2 separate regions of the Zea mays genome follow, and region 1 is linked to region 2. Evidence: chromatin contacts called from public Hi-C data. All regions are on one chromosome and are shown on one strand. Each heading gives the region's core, a stretch centred on a gene start, on an enhancer-like site or on the middle of the called end of the contact. The rest is flanking DNA. Distances are from core to core; before and after follow the strand shown. Region 1 has its middle 6.4 kb from the start of LOC103639397. Region 2 holds the start of LOC100273334 (alpha/beta-Hydrolases superfamily protein).

The links. Hi-C and Micro-C count contacts between places; a contact is called where the count stands out from the background.
Region 1: a Hi-C map of ear shows a contact between it and region 2, with 7 times the contacts expected there. The contact joins the enhancer-like site here to the promoter of LOC100273334 in region 2. A contact is called at or near these places in 2 of 25 Hi-C or Micro-C datasets (ear and leaf).

Annotation. Positions count from the first base shown.
Region 1 is chr1:149,244,106-149,247,399 of Zm-B73-REFERENCE-NAM-5.0, reverse strand. No RefSeq gene overlaps it. Among protein-coding and RNA genes, the nearest start is that of LOC103639397, 6.4 kb to the left of the region's middle. Within about 2 kb of position 1,844, at least 14 of the 20 cell types and tissues checked have an H3K27ac peak or open chromatin away from gene starts, as enhancers often do. A contact at or near this core is called in ear and leaf, where this site is marked.
Region 2 is chr1:148,892,496-148,895,936 of Zm-B73-REFERENCE-NAM-5.0, reverse strand. LOC100273334 (alpha/beta-Hydrolases superfamily protein) reads left to right here and starts at 1,698. Exons shown (of 5, transcript NM_001147775.1): 1 at 1,698-2,029. The coding sequence starts at 1,728.

The DNA of each region.
Region 1 (3,294 bases), core at 595-3,094, 350 kb before region 2:
CTAGATCCGAGGGACTGACGTTTTATTCCTATTTAAGTGTGGTCTAGCCTCTAAGGTGGGACTTAGGCACTTAAGTTGGAATAATTCAGGCGGTTCCGCTACACTTAGTACTTGGTTTGAAGCCCTTAGGTGGCCAGTCCAGGGAGTTTAAGGTTGTGATCTATATAGATAGATTAGAGACCATAAGATGGTGATTAAATGTTCTTAAGCTAGGTGGGCTTGATCCTGTGCAAATACTAGAGAAATTGTTGCTCTAAGTTGTGCTGACAGGATGTTGTTGACTGAATATTGTTCAGTGTAACTGAGTCCGAGAGTTGTTTGTTGGTTCAACTTTGGAACATCCTCGAGATTATTCTGGGGGATTAAGGAGCCATGTTTATGTAGCAAAGTTGGAGACCATATATCAATGGACATGTTTTATTAGGAGGGTCTAGCTTGATGCTGCATAAGTTTGGGAGATAATGGAGCCCAAACTGCTTCTGTCAGAGGAAAAGAAGGGAGGGTAACTGTAAATCAAAAATTCAGACCAAGGAAAAGGTACCAGCGTAGTATAGCTGAATTTTGGGCACCATAACTTTGGATTTATGAGGTTTGGGTCTAAGAACCCTATAGTGACTTTGAAGATCTTTGATTAGTGAATAAGTTCTGTTAATAGATACTGATTTGTTATTATCATATATGGAGAGAAAAGGAGGGCTGGCCAGGGAAGGTTCAGTCAGGTAATGAAGTTCAGGGTAATCTGAAATATCTGCAGAAGATCTTTTCTCCCTACCGTGTTTCACTTTTGTGTAAAGATGGAGATAAAGGTGAGGTGAATAGCAGGGGTGTTCAAGACTTTAACCATCACTGAAATATCCCAAGTGAACTGGAAGACATCTACCTAGGCAGCCTTATCTGCTGTGCTCGGTGGTGGTAAAAATCTACCATGTCTATTTCCTTAATGTGCTCCTAAGCCATGCGTGGATTCTTGGAGATGAGCCACGCACTTGCGATCATGTAGGTGATAGCCTCATCCAGTTAGGCATCTCTGTCCATCCTCTAAACCCAGCCATCAATTGAGTCGGCTCTGTCCATATAAAGGATAACCGAGGGGGTGGAAGGGGAGTAAAGGAGAGATCCTTGCCATTCTCATAACCCGTTGTGAGTGACTTCAACACAGTATTGTTGCCTTCACTTCCCCCAAACTATACCCTGGAAACACTCCAGCCTCTGGCCATGTAGCTTCGCGTGTCTGGTGACCACGTCGCCGACGTCTCAACCTCGCGTGGCCAGGCGTGCACGATATGGTTCTGCGCCCCTGGTTTAGCGTTCCAATGTTTGTGTTTGTTGGAGAAGCTCACCGAAGTGGTCGTTTGGTCATTGCTATTCTGAATAGCTTGGAACGCGAGCTCGACGCCGCGTATTAGATCCATGAACTGCACCTGTGTTGACCGACCAATTCCCACTTGTCCTGAGCCGGCTCACGTGAGCATTATATACTACGTGAACTACTAGTGCTACCCATTCTATTTGTTTGAGCTCCACGGTGTTGTTGCCTTGGGAAAACGACGTCGTGAACCTAGAACCCCGTCGTGGTCGTGGGTGGGTCTATGCAGTGCCTGTTAACTAGGTTCCTGCCCCAAAATCATTCGGGTTAGGATAGGATTGCAATTAAAGAGTGTTTAAAAGAGTGCCCAAGCTTCACGCCACCATGACCAGGGTTTAATTTCGTTAACGCCGTCGGCCGGGCTCGGGGACGAGAATTGTGAAAATGAAAGAATCGGGGGGTCAGAAGGAAAAGTGTCAGAGAGACATAGAAACAGGACATGGGCTCTTTCCAAGTTGATTGAACGGCCAGGGGTCTCGGTGTAAATCTGCCAGCGCGGGTTGCGGGGGCGCACAGTTCTGCATGGACTTGGACCAGTTGGGCCGATTTTGACCCAGTTCTATTATAGAATTCTCCTTTTCTTTTTGCTGACCACTTAGGAAATGTGTGCAAAATTGTAGAAAAATGGAAAAAATTATGAAATCAATTTTTCTAAATTCATAATATCAAGTAGTATTTAATAAAAATAATTGCAAGATTTTTATTTCAAACTCTAAATTATATAGCATTTAAAGGTGCTTAGACCAAGCCTTTTAGAATTTTAGAAATTGTTGAATAATTCCAAAAATCATAAAACATTTTGGGTAGGCTTAATAAGATGATTAGAGCCCTTTAGTGAAGTTTGAAATAGTTTGGACACTGTTTGACCAGAAACCTAATGACTGGTCTCATAGGATTAATTACTTAATACTAATCGTAAAAGAATACCTAACGAGAAAACCTTAGTGATTGAATTGTACCATGAAGGAAAGTTGTATTCAAGTTGCAACTTATTGTATTTCTATTGTGTAACTGCATATCATGACATAGCATAAGCATTCATGTACAAGTATTATCATGTATAGAACACGAGGAAGAAACTGTAGTAGAAGAAGAGGTTGTCTCCCAGACTGAGAATCCTCCAGTGGAGAACAACTTTTACTTCGACATCTGCGGTGTGGAACCTGAACCTCCTGCAACACAAGGCAAGCCCTGGTGCATTATCCCTTTTCCTTGTTATTTTAAAATCTTTATCACCTTATATGATGCATTAGGTGATAGGAATTGTGTGATAAACAATTGATGCATTTCCTTCCTTGGAAAATTGGTTACCATTCCTTGTTGCCTGTTTTAAACAAGTTTTCTAATGCTTAGTCTTGCTATAGAAAACAAAAGGTTTTGTTTTGAAAAAGGTGATGATTCACATGGGATGGGAATTTTTACAAAGAAAAGAATGATGATGGTTGATCCATCATGGTCGTGATGGGTTCAACATCTAAAAAGAAGTACCTATGTTAGGTACCAAACTTTAGGGTTTAGGTAATAAAGACGAGACCGGGCGAGTGACTTACACGAGAAGGGAGTCTATGTGTAGTGTCTCTGTCTGAGTCGCTTAATGACCGAGCCGATGTAGGCCTGCTGGTCGAGGACCTTTCAACTAGCCATATGCCTCGTCATGGGTAAGCTTTGCCTCAGTTGGACCAATACCAGGAAGGCTACCACACAATGGGAGTGGAGAGATGGCGAGAGTAGCATGTATCCTCTGTGGCAAGAGGCTAGATGGTGGAGTATCTGTGCCCTCGGTTGGCGTGAACCCATTCTAGTCTTGAGAAACCCGGGTGCAAGTTGACATATGCAAGGGTTAAGTGATACACATGTCGTGTGGTTGGAGATACCCAGCTGGGTATTAATCGATTTGGATCGTCGTTACTTCTCGGACATGAAGACTT
Region 2 (3,441 bases), core at 449-2,948:
TCATATCTCGAATTATTTTATACAATCTCTGAGAGTTCAATTACGGAGATTCAACCTTCGTAATTGTACCGTCTTTAACCTTCGTCCGAAGTTCATTAAATCCTTAAGGAAATAATGCTTCAGCGGACGAAGGGCATTAACATTTAACATTTTATGTTGCCTTGTTCTTAATTCATAGCATTTGAGAACGAGTCCCCAACAACTGATTTTACACAGTTCAAGCTTCTCTTCGGGGACGAAGCAGTTACCCCTGAAGAAGTCAGGTTGGGGTCAGCAAGAGTCATAGCTTTGACTCAAAATCAGGATGATGAAAAAATCTCGAAGGATATAATAGAAGAGTCAAGGCTTGAAGCAATCGAGCATATAAGGAAGTATCAAGCAGAAACCATCAGGGCATGTTCGTTTCGCCGTTAATCCATGTGGATTGTGTGGTATTGAGTCGGTTTAAATCCATAATAAGTCAAAATTCATCTCAATCCATTCCAATACACTCCAATCCACATGGAGATACAGGAAAGTGAAACTAAAGAGCATAGCACTAGGTCATCTCGTACTCCGAAGAGTACCTAACCCAGATGCAACGAGAAAATTGTAAGTGAAGTGGGAATGCTCTTTCCTGGTCTTAGCTTCCAACAGATCAGGCTCATACAGATTGAAGGACATGGAAGAAAACGACATTCAAGGTCATGGAATGCCGACGAGCTCTGAAGATACTATATCTAATGCCAAGCTTCGGCACCCTTTTTCCTTATAAAGGGGATAAGGTTTTTTAACGGGTCCGAAGATGTAATAATTAGGCAAAGAACACCTAAAGGCAATAATGATGCTATTCCCCAAAAAAAAACAAGTTATATCAAAGTCAGCAAGTGATCCGATTTCCAAAAACCTCCAATACGAAGGTAAGTTTTATCACCAAGTAAAGGTGAGAAAGCTCCGAAGTCGTTCCTAAAGGAATGCAGAGCTAAAGTTGAATCACCAAGTAAAGGTGAGAAATCTCCGAAGTCTTTTTTAAGTGAATTTAGAGCTAAAGTTTTAACACCAAGTAAATGTGAGAAAGCTCCAAAGTTATTATTAAGGAAACGTGGAGCTAAAGTTTTATCACCAAGTAAAGATGAGAAAGCTACGAAATCGTTTCTAAGTGAATGCAGAGCTTAAATTTTATTACCAAGTAAAGGTGAAAAATCTCTAAAGTCGTTTTTAATAAAATGCAGAACTAAAATCCGATGAAAAAAACTCCGAAGTGAAGTTTATCACCAAGACGATGCTCATGTTAAATTTGATGGTCTTCAAGATGGCCTTGACCACTAAGACCAGGTACCCCTCGCTCGTCCATAGCAGTGAGGAGTGCCATCAAGCTGCCACTAGGGCAGAGTGGAGGTGGCTCCTCCATGCCCCTACGACACGTGACGGCGGCGACGGTAGGCGAGGAGTCGCCGGCGTACAAGAGAAGCAGAAACGTATAGAGCAAGATGGCGTGCGGGTCTGTTTTTGCAAAAAAGAAAGGAGAGCTTAGAAGTTGAGCACGGGGTTCTTTGAAATAAATACTTGGTGCCATTGGTTGCCGGATGAGTGGACTCGATAGGTATTGTGCATCTGTGCACGGGCCGTCGTTTGTAGAGCCGATATAGAGCTAAACACTTCAGAAGCAGTACATCTGAAACAAGAAGCTTTCGCAAGCTGGCCAGCTAGCTCCCTACCGACTAGATACCGAGGAGTGACGGATCAGGATGGGAGGGGTGACCTCGAGTGTGGCGGCGAAGATGGCCTTCTTCCCGCCGACGCCGCCGTCGTACGCGCTGGTGGAGGACGCCGGTGCGGGGGTCACCACGCTCAGCGGCCAGCCGCACCGGGAGAACGTCGAGTTGCTGCGCTTCCGCACCCGCAAAGGGAACACGCTGGCGGCGATGTACGTGCGCCACCCGGACGCCGCGTCCACGGTGCTCTATTCCCACGGCAACGCCGCGGACCTGGGCCACCTCTACCAGCTCTTCCTGCATCTGTCCTTCAACCTCCGCGTTAACATCCTCGGGTGAGGATTGGCCCGCCTATCGCCTTGATTGCTTTCCCTCTAAGTGTAATTAGCTTCACGTCGCTTGTTTCTCCTCTTCTGTTTGGCGTGATCCGTGGTCCGTGGATGCTCTTGGGCATGAGTGTCTTGGCGGCTGAGCCCTGGACTCAGGCGTTCCTCGATTTGTCATCGTCGATGTGTGAAATCTTGTGTTCTGGCGCCAAATTCTTTCCTCTCTCTTCCTAGTGTGTTTAGATTTTACTAAGTTCGAGCGGAATTTCATGCTTTTGGTACGCTCGCCTAACTTCCATTTGCTTTGTCCCCGTTTGTCAAGTTCCTGTGACCTTTGAGTGTGGGAATGTCCATTTCCTTTCATAACAGGAGTGGTTGGCGGAACTGGTGAAATCTAATGGTTCGATGCCTCGAATTTTGTGTTACTTTGTGAGTTAAGTTGATGAAAATCTTCTATATTTCGGAATCTGTATTTGACATTTCTAATATATGGAATGGAATTATGGAAACGAATTTTTCAGGGAGTTCGTTTTTTTCCTATTTCTTTTTCTAGAATTACAGCATGGAATGTTGAGCTACTGGGCTGAAACTTTTGGCAGCGAAGATGCTGCCTGGCTGTTTTGGGGTTTGGTATTCCAGCTTTTTGACAGAAAAACTTGTATGTGTTTTTTTTTTGCTTGCATAAAATAAACTTAGGAAAATAAAGTTTTTACACATAGCTGCAGCTCAAGTTGACTTTATGTGCATGATGATTGTATGTGATAAAGAGCACATGCTGGCTGTGCTTAATCGATGTTGGACCATGGATAAGTTTTCAAGCATAGCTTGCCTTGGCTCACCCAGCATCCTCTTCCCTCTGTGGTGAAGCCAATGAATTCAGTGTTTGCCTGTCTCTTGTGTGGTGGTTCAACGAGTGTGGTTTGTCATCTTCAAGAAAATTGGGTTGCTGTGTGGCTTCAGTTGGACATGGGATGTTTTCTCCAGATTGTGTTGTTGCGTGACCAATCTTATTGGAAAGGCTTACAGGAAAAGGTCCAACAGTTTGATCATCGTAGCTTGGTAAACTGGAAACATCTTAATGACCTAGTGTTCAACTACGCCACTCTGAGCGTGAGCATTATTATGAGGAGGGAGGGGCTTTTGCGGTGTGTGCTGCCAGGGTTCACCAGTTCTGCATCCTCTGGATGCCATTTTAGGAACCCACTGCACATATTTTGGTTATCGATTCTTTCGTTTTGTGATGTGTGTTGCTGTTAGCAGTGGTTTGTGTTAGGTGTATGTGTGTGGGTTTGTAATCTTCATTCTTCTCTAATGTAATGACATGCATATCTCCTGCGTGTTCGAGGGAAAAAATGTTTTACATTGTAATCAATGCATCATGCATTTGAGGAAAATATGTTACTTTGTAAACAATACATCTT